Linked DNA regions of Mus musculus: all the other regions are linked to region 2. The links are chromatin contacts, called in public HiChIP or PLAC-seq maps. All regions are on one chromosome and are shown on one strand. The core of a region is the stretch at or near the end of the contact, and the rest is flanking DNA. Distances in the headings are between cores, read along the strand shown. Region 1 overlaps Plcl2 (phospholipase C-like 2). Region 2 has its middle 38 kb from the start of Plcl2. Region 3 overlaps Plcl2 (phospholipase C-like 2).

Region 1 (3,987 bases), core at 998-3,497, 160 kb before region 2:
GAAAACTAACTTGACTAAGACGAACACATCAGTTCCTTTAAACTTTAACTTGATTTGTATTACTTATTAATAACTGCCAGCATCGTTATTCTATAGTAATTAAATATATGTAGGTTGAAAACCATATTCTTGTTATATTTATTTAAAATATATCCAACATGTCTATTAAGAGCACCAAAGTCTTAAAGCCCGTCAGATAGCACTGATCCATTTCCTGTGCTCCAAGACACACTTTACTGCTCACTCAGGGCCCAGAGCCACAGCCCAACAGACGAGCTTGCACTTTGGAATTTAACATCTTAACATTCGTTCCTCAAGCTCTGAGTAATTCATGTAAATTAAAATTTTCTATTTTACAGCTTAACATATTGAGCAGGCAGTGATAAAACAAATAGTTAAGAACCCTATTGTGCTGATATGAAGTGATTTGTGCCGTTACAAATCTGCATACTGAAAAGGTCCAAACCGTCATCAGTGACCTTTGCTCAGCTTTGATGTTCGCTCAATGAGTTATGGAGAAGCAAGCAGGTTTCGTAGCAAGGGTGGAGGTTGCCACAGCTCATTATCAAGGAACTGGTCAATGGGGGTCCAAAATAAAACAGGAACAAGGCAAATACAAGCAATGAAATGAACCCAGTTTCAAGGCACAAGAGCAGGAGGGATGGAGAAGAAAACCACAGCATCACCATAGGCCCACAACACATATGTAAACTCTTGAGGCAGAAAAGGTGTTTGCATTTGTGAGTTCTGGCCCTGTATATCCTTTTATGACGATGATATTAAATCTCCCTTATTATAAAAGGGGCTTATTAAAGACATCACACCTCATAATTCGAGGGCTAAAAAAGTGGATGCCATGGCTGAGTCTCCATGAACCCAGGAGGCCGGGCAGAGCATGTCCTACTAGCTCAAAATTTGCTGAATGAGCATGGCTTCTCTTTGAGGGTTCACTGGGAATGCTGCCAGTGCACTACTGACTCTAGTGTTACCTGGAAAGTCTGCTGTGATGCAGCTCAGAGAACCAGCACACCACACTGGTACTACAGAAGCACCTTCTAGGGAAAAGAACCACCAGAGGTTAAACCAGTCTCCTCCTTTTAGTTGTAAAATGCATGGAAAGCTTGAAAGAAGCTTGAGAGGAATCTCAGAGGTATGGACTGGAAAGCTCTTCTGTCTCCTGTGCTCTGGAACTCAGTGTGTGTGTGTGTGTGTGTGTGTGTGTGTGTCTGCGCATGTGCATGCTTTTGCATGTTCTATCTTTGTGTGTGCAGGCTGAGATCTTCTGTGCACTAGGATCTAAGCTAAGTGCTCAGGCAGAATTAATAGTTGTTGCTGACACTGAAACCGAGGCAGGGAAAGAAGACATGTAAATGAACACCTACATTGCACTGATATTGGAGGCATAGAGCTACAGGTGTGATTCAGCCCTTCGTAGGCTGGGCCCTTCGGTAGGTAGGGTGTGTTAATGTGTAGATAGGGATCTGTGTATGGCTCAGGTTATTCTATAGGTTCCTTGCTGATAATGGTAGTGACCATGTCCTCCCATTTCTCCTAAGCAGTGTATACAAAGAAAGATGGCTAATATTCAGGGTGGAGAGCAGCATTTGGCCTGTAAGTCAGCAGCAGCAGCAGCAGCAGGTATTCACCGAACATGTTAAGGGGGAATTGCAGAGGGAGGCATCCAGAGAGAACAATGCACAGAATAAACAATACGCAAAGCCAGCAGGAAGAAAACAGTCCTTACCCAACACATTTACTCTGCCACAGCTGCTGTAAATGTCTGCACTATTTCCTCTGAAAGGTGGAACCAGTGATTTATGGGACTGTATCTTTTTATAGTTTGGAGGTATTTACGATCAAATTAATATTTGGTAACTATTAGTCCCTGGTCCTTGTCCAGAGCATAGAATGCACTAACCTGCAGTGAAGCCCTCTGGGCTGAAGGCCCCTGTGGCTGTATCAGGTAACACTGTGTTAGGCCAGAGGGACAGGGCTAAGTGTGGACCTTCCTAAGGGACTGCTTGGCTGCTGTCTTCCTTTCATTCCACTGGCTATTATGACTGAATGAAAAACGTGGTTCTGAGGATTCTGCAGGTGCAGAAGGAGAGCGATCTGGTAAAAGGCAGTTCCTACCTGGGTCTACTACTTTGTAGCTAGCTGCAATTATATAGTATGAATGCTGGCTGGATGAGTCAAGGCATAGTCATTCAGGCCTCCTCCAAAGTTCAAGTGCTGTATCTCACAGGACTGCTCACATGATCCATGTGGGGAAGCTAGGCTCTCAGACTCACAGATGTAAACACCAAAGAGCCACCTGAGAGCTCAGCCACTTTCTCGGGGTCCTCTGCTACTGTGGGTGATGGGCCTGAAATTCTATTTGCCTTCAAAGGCCCCGAATGATCTGCAATACCACTCTCTTCTGAGTAGGGCCCCACACATGTAAAAATAGAAAGGCACTCCGTTCAATGACACTCAAATTCAGAGGGAACCGTTCCACCCCTCAGAGGAATGCAGAAAGAAAGCATCATGCCCATTACTAAACTGGCTCAACATTGTTGGCTTTATCCTTAAATTATAAAGTTTATTTTTCCATGCTGGAGATCACAGAACTTGTCATGCTAGCAGTCAGTATATTACTGCTGATGAGCTTCAAGACCAGAACCATCTCTTCAAATGATGTTTTAATGTAACACCAAGAAAATGCACATTTAAAATATTATAGAAATAAGCAAATTACTTAATTTATTACTATAAAAGAAATAATTTTTTTTTGGTGAAAAGCACTAGTGCACTCTCACATCAGAGTACAGACCAAAGCAGATGTGTATGAGATAGTCTCAAGAGCAGAGCCAAGTGAGTAAGTTCCCTTAAGTTGTTCTGCCTTCACTGTGAATGTACACTGATATGTCAATAGAATGCTAGGCCAGAGAAAAGGGTTGATTTTATAAGCACTATTTACAAAACTGCAAGTAAATTAGTTTCATCAATCTCTCTCTGTTCATCACAGAGGTATAAGGCTTGGCATAGCACTCAGACATCCACTGCCAGGTGGAATAACCAGCCATATAGGCATGGACATTATTTATTTAGTATAAAATACTTTTATACAGTCACTGCTAATGGATTTTTTTTTTATTAGTGACTTGTTTACTAGTAGCTCCTAAATTTTTAACACTAATGCATTAGGAAAGTCTCGGAAATAACAAGTATGCTCAACTCTAATATAGGCTTAAAACTGTCTGTACCCAGCTCCAGGAGGATCCAATAATTCTGGATTCTCTGGCACCTATAACTCATTCACAATTCAATGCACACACACACACACACACACACACACACACACACACACACATACACACACACACACAATTTAAAGATAAACTTGCACAACCACACAACACACATACATATGACATAGCCTCTTTTTCGTTTTTTTTTTTAATTCCCTGGAGACAGGACTCTATGTAGCCCTTGCTATTTTGGAACCAACGGTAAACACCAGGTTGGCCTTAAACTTTTGAGATCTGTTTGGCCCTGCCTCCTGAGTGCTAGATTAAAGGTGTTTGTCACCATACCCAGCTCCTAACATGGCTGGTAATACCTGGACATAATAAAAGTTATAGGGAACTGGGGCATGAACAGATAATTGCTGTGGGGAATGTTTGCAATGGAACTCCATTCATCTTGCTATCCACATTGAGAAGCCAGGGAATTAGCTATCTTTAAAAAGCCTACATCATCAGCAAGAGTTGTGGTCATTAACCTTTTTCAAGACCACTATGATAATATGATTTTAAATAACAAATTGTTTCCAGGCTAACTTGACTGGCTTCTTCATAACACTTCACCTCTACTTCCAGAGTCTTCACAACGAAATTATAGAAAATATAAGGGGAAACCTAAAATAAAACTTTCAGAAGAGCCTAAAGAGTTCCAAGAGCCATTTCAAACAAAAAAACAAAATATACCAGGGGTGCTACTACAAAT
Region 2 (4,014 bases), core at 1,430-3,929:
GATAGCCACTTCTCTCACTATAAAAGAAGCATTTTGTCAGATATAAACCAAAAAAGTTATACCTGATCCCAATTAACCTATCACCACATGATAGAAATGACATCTGTGAGGAGGTACAAAGTGACATAGGATTTAAAAGGATAGGCCAGAGAGAAACTATAAAACTATTCCCACTCCTATCTTTGTTCCTCAGAGTTTGCGTGGTTACTCCACTGGGCAGGACACAGCTCTGAGCTCTGGAGCAGTAGCCTGGCTATCCCTGGACAGCCTGTTAGAAGTATGGCAATCACAGCAGCTGCACAGACCTGCAGAATCACAGCTTCCATTAACAACATCCCAAGTGACTTGTATGTCCGTTAAATTTTTAGTAGATGTTTCCAAAACTGAGAGGATGCCAGCCCCAAAGTCACCGGAGTGATGCATAAGACTTGGGACTCGGGGTGGGGAAGGGTGGGTGCCCAATATGAGGCTGTTTGGATTTTTCCTTTACATGCCTGTTATTTGACTTTAATTCAATGAAAAGGGTGTTTTCAATGATCATGAAATAGCCTGCAGGTTATATAAAAATGGTGAATTCTAACATTCAGTAGCACAATGTTAGATCAAGCAAACAGAAAGCTCAGTAGTCTCTCGTCAAGTAAAGATGGGCTCCTCTGTACCTACCGACCACTGTCTGCAAACATCAGTTACATGTCACATCTTTTTGCCTGCCTGCCTGCCTGCCACAGTGGCATCTCAGAGCGGTCAGGAAAACTCACCTTCTTCCCACCAGAGTCAGAGCTCCTTGACCTCAGTCAATGTGCATCCTGCAAGCAGACATGGCTGAAGTTTTAACTCCAATCAATAGTTGTGGAAACTTCTTGTTATGACATCTTTTGGAGGATAGAAACAAACCATATTTCCCCCACGGAGGATGCTAACTTGCAAAGGGAAAATTCCAAGAAAAAAAAAAGAATTTTAAATTCAAGAATAGTTTTGTTTGGGTTAGATATAAAGATACAGACGTATTAAAACTTTATCAACATGGTCCTCTTAAAAGTTCTTCTGAGAAAACCATTACCCAATCATATTAGTGTGTAGGTTTTTCCACTTCTAAATATGTGATTTTATGATTTTCAAAAATCATACATTTAAAAATGCATGTACTTTGTTCTTTTCTGTGTGCCTGGGTGTTTTGCCTACACATCTGTATTTGTGCCACCTGTGTGCTTAATGTTCCTGGAGAGCAGAAATGGGTGTCAGATCCCCTGGAACTGAAGTCACAGGTAGTTTCAAGCTGCCATGTGGGTGCTCAACACGGAACCCAGCTCTTCTGCAAGAGCAGCTAGTGCTCCTGACTGCTGAGACTCCCTTCTGGTCCTCTGCCTGCTTCCCACAGCAATCCACATTTCAAACACACACACACACACACACACACACACACACACACACACACCTGTATGCACTCATATAAGTGAGATCAAAGCTTACCCTAATGGCTTTTCCAAACTCGAACTCAAGTTTTTTCTATTTTGTCGTATATGATTCTGCATATTCTGTTTTAAATCATTCTGTCCCTTCTGTGTTTGACACTGTTTTGTTTTTTTGGTGTTGGGGATCAACATACTAGGCAAGTGCAATGCATCTTAGTTATGTTTTCAGCCCTGTGTTATTCCACTGTTGTTCGATGCTTTGGAAATGCTGGTAAGTATTCACAACATTGATCCCACCACCTGTTCATAGGTCAAGACCTGGTATTTACAAAACACTTGAAAAATAGGAGACTGGTAGCTTCAGGGAAGGAAAAAGAACATCTGAGACACTTAAAAGGAAAAGAGTGGGGAGGGTCACACAAAGGAGAGTGACAAGAGAAAGCCTGGTTCCTGTCTTATGTCTTGGCCAGCTCAGAGCCTGCACTTCCGCATGCACCCCTGGCCTTCCGGCTCTGGACCTCTTCCTGAACCTACTTCCGGTTCCTGTACTCAGCTGCCTGTCACCTCTTAGTTATCTAAAGGTGCCTTTTGTGCTCTGAGATCTCTAAGTCCCTCCTGCATGCCAGTCCTCTTTCCCTGGTATGTCCAACCTAACTATAACTCTTCCTCCTCCTCCTCCTCCTCCTCCTCCTCCTCCTCCTCCTCCTCCTCCTCCTCCTCCTCCTCCTCCTCCTCCTCCTCCTCCTCCTCCTCCTTCTCCTGGAGGATTCTAGGAAACAAGACTAAGTGGAAATGATCTGGTTTTAAAAAGGTTTTGAAAACCTTGACAATTTGGAGAAGATTATGCGAGCAATGTGGTATGGAAGAACACAGGGAAAAGACTGGAAGAGCCGGAAGTTTACCAGCAGCAGGAGGCCAGTCAATAGGCTGGATCCATGCCAGCCCTAAAGGGAAAGCATTTAGACTGCCTAGAGAGAGAAAAAAAAAAGTAGGCCAGAAGAGGGATTTCTCAACAAGAATCTCAAGTTACTATCTTCATATGCTTAGACCAAGACCACGGTGAACAGATTTGCAAAGCCATGGGCCTCCTGTTAAATCTCTTCTAAATGAAGTGAAGCGCTGACATAGCTCGCTAGCGGTTGTGACCTCAGAGCAGATCAAAGCCGGTTTCCTCAGTGCAGAAAGAGCACAGGAGGGCTTCGGTGGTGAACCAGACTCTGGTTCGCGTGCAGCCAGAACAGCTTGCCAACCTTGGTTTTTACGATTTTTTTTTTTTTCAGCTGCTGAGACAGGAAATGACGTGAGGCTCTGAACACACTATTACAGCAAGCAGCTGTTCTGAGAGAACTTTCTGTTTCCAGGCCCGGCACCTCAGAATGTTGGCTTCTGTGTGGTCGGTTGTTGAAGACCAACTCTGTGCGAGGTGTTAGGTTGAGAAGAGGTGCAGCAGAGGATGCTGGAGCCGCAGCTGAGGTAAAAGTGTGGCTTTGATCTTCATGCCAGTTCCCTAAGCACGGCTTACTAACCATTCCGTCCTATCTTTTCAGACTTGAGTCTTTTCAGACTTGAGGGAACTTCATGACCTCACCAGACTCTAAGCTGCATCCTATAAATAAGGTCCTGGCTTCCCATCTCCTCTTTCTTCATCCTATATAAAAGGTTGTGCATGATCAGTTTTCTCAACAACCACAATGGAAAAAATGGAGAAGTAAAGAGGAAAAAAAAAAAAAACCACGAAAATGCAGCAGTTTGCCTTTCCCACAACTAAAATGAATGAACCACCCCCATCCCCTTCGGTGCCTGGGAGAGGAAGTACAGTTGCAAATGTTACCCGCACTAAACCAGATTAATTTTCCATTCAAGAGGAAAAGTAAGCAGCACGGGGCAAGGGAGGCAAATTGCAGGGCCCTATTATTTAGCACGTTTGAAATGAAAGGCAATACTGCTATTGAAGGCAGGCTGAGGAGCGCTCTCTTCCTCTCGCTAATATCCGCCCACAGGTTGCCTAGCAACCAAATTACATCGTGGAGAACACTCCCCAGCAATAACTGACCCTGAATTTTAATTTTCATGTTGACGTTGAAGCAGACTAAGTAAGTAAGTAAGTAAATAAATAAATAAATAAATAAGTACAACCACTCTGAAAGAGCATTCATTTTGATAACTGAGCTACAACTGTAGACTATAGGATAGCAAACACAACATTTTTTTTTTTTTTTTTTTTTTGGTAAAGACTTTCTCTTTTCTGGAGCATTATGCTAAAAAGTAAAAAGAATCTGGAGAGGCTTATTTTAAAAAATACCACGATTCCATGATTGCTTTATGAAGATCAGAATGGGAATTCTACTTAACAAAATAAACCCTAAAATCTATGAAAATACTGTATATAAAAAAAAGAAATGTCAAGTTTTAATCGTTGCTTTTTTGAATGACCTTTTAAAAATGAGAGCTAACTGTCAATGTGGATCATAAAAGACCACCCAGAACCCCGGCATCACTTCTTCATGCATGGCAGAAATAGTGGTTCACAGGAAGAAAGGAAAGGCAGCCTGTCCTGGGTTTCTCCTCAGAGTGCTATTTGAGTCCAACAGTAGGAACTGAG
Region 3 (3,579 bases), core at 713-3,212, 210 kb before region 2:
CACTTGCGGCTGTGCACACAGGGCTGAACGTGCATTGGTAGTGAAAGGCGGGGCTTTCCCTCTGCCCCGCTTACATCTATAGCAGCTCTGCAAGAGGCAGTGGAAGGCACTGGGGAGGGATGAAAATAACACCCTGTGTTCTGGCTTCAGCTGCTTCCCTCAATCTAAGGAGATCGCTTACTGTATGTGCAGGTCTTCATCATACAAGAATGATGGAGACTTTGTTCAACTTTGTTCTGGAGTCTTGAGACTCCCACCACCACTTCTGGTCTCTATCTAATCGGTAGTTATCCCTCAACTTACAAAAGCGCTATAAAATTTCAAATTAAGAAACCAATTTAATTTAAATCCAGAAGAAATGCTGTTCTCCCAAGTAAACAATGTCCTGTTTCATTCACCTAAGATGGAGGTTCCTAGGCAGCATTGCAGAGGAGGAGTTTGAGCTGGGCCTAGAAAGGAGAGCAGGGAAGGAACTTGGCAAGTCCAAAGACTTTCGGGAATCATGACTTCTACCCAGCTGTCCCCGTGACCCCAGGAAATATTACCACCAAGCCCAGCCATTGCTGGGCACCATGGTATCTAGACTATAATGTTTTCTAAACTGGCTCTGACTCATGCCCCTGTCATGGATCTGTCATAGGGAAGGCAGCCTCATCCACTGACATTCTGGTGACAGGTTGGGAGGAGGCTTCAGGAGCAGTTGGACCACGGAAGTGAGCCACAGCTTGGACCCAGAAAGCAGGAAATCAGGGAGAGCTTCCAGACCAAGATCCAGGAGGAAAGAGAGAGGGTCTGCAGAGTGAGGAGTGCTCAGGATCAGCTCTGTACCTCCGACAGTACTAGGAGAAGCAGCACACACAGGACCCTTCCCCCACGCACCTTCTGTGTGAGCACACATTTGCTAAGATCACTGCGCACTGTAAGGTCTTGGGGGATATGCTGTGGTGAAAAAAGCCTAATGATGAACACTGGGACTGTCGGGTTTTCTGAGCCACTCACACACTATTTAAATAGAAAAGTAGCTTCCAGTCAAGTACAGCTTCTCAGAAAAGCTGGCAACATATGATCTCACTTGTAGTACAGTCACTAAAACAGCCGAGAATATCTAGAGGAAGAGTCATCCATGGGCCACCACATTAAATTTTAGAAAAGAATTGAGTGACAGTCCTCAGGTTTCTAAGGTAAGCACTGTGCCCAGGATACATGAAGAAGATCTAGATCATGTCTGTACAGACACAACCTGGTTTATTGACTTTTTTTGGCAGAAATCTTATGTTCCCAGGGAGAATAAGTCTCTAATTACTTTTGGAGTTTCCCTCTCATCCTTGTTTTCTGAAGGCAGCCAGTGCAGGGCATGGGGGGGGGGGCGGGGGGAAGGACCAGCTGGGTATTTCATCTGATGACGGCTTGGGCTGTAAGCAGCTTGCTTTAGCCTGCCACACACACACACACACACACACACACACACACACACACACACCCCAAGCTCTTAGGTGAGATGCCAGCCAAGTAAAGCCTGCTCCATTTTCTAAGCCATGTGAGCTCCCAATGAAGCAAAGCCTTCCCCTGGCCCTGACCACCACCACATGGATCAGGAAAACCACCCAGCTGAGCACAGCTAATGTATAGAATAATGGGGGGGCTAAGCCCCCAATTTTGAGGTAGATTGTTACACAGCAACATGAAACTGGAGCTGCCAGTGAAGGCATCCATCTTTTGGCTACAGGGATTAGGGCTGGGTAAGAACTAATATGAGGAGGCCTGTCACTGTGGGACTGCTGGTCTAGAACTAAAAGGCTGGGCTGAGCCAGCAAATACCACAGGGTACACTTACTACAGAACTCATGAAGAGCAGTTGCAGAAGACCAAGGAGAGGCCGAGCTATAACACAGTAGGAACTGCGTGAACAGGAGCTAGCTAGCCATGAAGAATGGAGAGATGCCAGAGCTAAGCCAGCACAACCCTGGAACTAGAGGACACAGATGCTCTCGGTCACCAGGGCTTCTGACAGCTTTCTGGCCCTCTGAGGCAGGAATGCAGTGTTTTGATCCGAGTTCCCTGTGGTCTCTCATGATTTCCTGTGAGTGCCAACACTTTCAGCCGGTTCTCTGCCAGCTAGTCTTGGTGAATTTCTGTTCCTGGTAACCAGCTACACCAGGACTTTTCCACCTTGAGATTCTGCCATCAAAAGCACAGCAATGAACATGCACGGTAACTGTTCTCAGGGAGAGATTACTTCAGTGAGGAGAGAAGAAAGATCGATCAACTCCTCCCCACAGTGCTGGTGGGAAATGAGCCACAGAAGTCCCTGCCCACATTCCTGATACAGAGTGAAACCAATAAGAACACAACCAAGTTAAAACCACAGCAGCAGCCAGACTGCGCAGGAAGTGGCCAACTAAGGAACAGGGTCCTGTTGCACAGCTCCGCCAGGCTGGCCTCCTGCTCAGGTCACCTAAGAGCTGCGACTGCAGGCATGTGCTACTGCACTACACTGAAGTTAACAGGCTCATAAAGCTAGCAGTAGCTACTCTGAGAAGCGATAAAAATACAGAAAACTCTTTCTTATACTCGACCGAACTAGGGAGGGACACAGTTAATGATGGTTCTTGTATCTTTTGTTTATAGAGCGGAGGAAAAAAACAATTGGATAGAAAGAGAAGAGACAAGTGACCCTGGTCCAATTCAAAGCTAGAAAACCACTGTACGCACGCACGCACGCACGCACGCACGCACGCACGCACGCACGCACCACCACAGAGAAGCAGCACCTGAGTATCTGAGAAGGAACCAAGAGCAAGAGGTAGCATGTAATTCGGGATGGCCACCAAGGCTGGAGCCTGAAGCAGGGTGGCGGCGGAGCTCCGCACTGATTGTGAATGTGGGACATAGAGTAAAGGCAGAGGCCATACGGGTCTAGGAGATGTGAAACGGAAGGGCTGGTGTTGTGGCTCCGCAGTACAGTGCATGTCTAGCACGCAGAAGGCCATGTGTTCTGTCTCCAGCACCCATCCCATACTGGACATGACTGACAGCAAATGTTATGTTTCAGAGCAAGGCAACAGTGCTTAAATGTAGAAATATTGCTTACAAATATCATGAAATTTAAAACAGAGAAAAAGATTTTAAACATATATGTGTCTTGTGAAACAGTATCAAAACATACATACATACATGGGTGAATGTACACTCACACACATAAGCATACACACACACACACACACACACACACACACTCCAAGAATCTTAACAAATCCTAAGAAGAAACATAACATCATGATAAGACCTGCCATCGGGGGTCTGAAAAGATGACTTAGATGTAAGAGGGGTTGCTGCTCTTGTAGAGGACCCAGGTTTGACTTCCAGTATCTACGTTGGGCAACTCACAACTGCCTGTATCTCCAGCTCCAGAGGATCGAATGCCCTTTTCTGTTTACGGGTACCAGCATACATATGCACACACATGTATACACACACAAATAGAAAGAAAGTAAGTCTCTTTAAAAAAAAATACACCACCATTTAAGAAAATTATAGCTGGGCATGGTGGCTCACGCCTTTAATCCCAGCACTAGGGAG

What was found. HiChIP or PLAC-seq counts read pairs in DNA pulled down with a chosen protein or histone mark.
Region 1: a contact with region 2 is called in an H3K4me3 HiChIP or PLAC-seq map of intestinal villus epithelium, with 7 read pairs. The contact joins two enhancer-like sites. A contact is called at or near these places in 4 of 484 Hi-C or Micro-C datasets (CD4 T cells, CD8 T cells, liver and 1 more) and 10 of 115 datasets of contacts at active chromatin or transcription factors (bone marrow-derived macrophages, effector CD8 T cells, embryonic limb bud and 6 more).
Region 3: an H3K27ac HiChIP or PLAC-seq map of microglia shows a contact between it and region 2, with 5 times the contacts expected there. The contact joins two enhancer-like sites. A contact is called at or near these places in 5 of 115 datasets of contacts at active chromatin or transcription factors (CD8 T cells, bone marrow-derived macrophages, memory CD8 T cells and 2 more).

Annotation. Positions count from the first base shown.
Region 1 is chr17:50,632,666-50,636,652 of GRCm38.p6, reverse strand. The region is part of intron 3 of Plcl2 (phospholipase C-like 2); the gene reads right to left. Among named protein-coding and RNA genes, the nearest start is that of Plcl2, 130 kb to the right of the region's middle. Within about 2 kb of position 2,247, at least 30 of the 459 cell types and tissues checked have an H3K27ac peak or open chromatin away from gene starts, as enhancers often do. A contact at or near this core is called in intestinal villus epithelium, where this site is marked.
Region 2 is chr17:50,469,321-50,473,334 of GRCm38.p6, reverse strand. No RefSeq gene overlaps it. Among named protein-coding and RNA genes, the nearest start is that of Plcl2, 38 kb to the left of the region's middle. Within about 2 kb of position 2,679, at least 294 of the 459 cell types and tissues checked have an H3K27ac peak or open chromatin away from gene starts, as enhancers often do. A contact at or near this core is called in CD8 T cells, intestinal villus epithelium, memory CD8 T cells and 1 more, where this site is marked.
Region 3 is chr17:50,676,879-50,680,457 of GRCm38.p6, reverse strand. The region is part of intron 5 of Plcl2 (phospholipase C-like 2); the gene reads right to left. Among named protein-coding and RNA genes, the nearest start is that of Gm41598, 110 kb to the left of the region's middle. Within about 2 kb of position 1,962, at least 149 of the 459 cell types and tissues checked have an H3K27ac peak or open chromatin away from gene starts, as enhancers often do. A contact at or near this core is called in CD8 T cells, memory CD8 T cells and microglia, where this site is marked.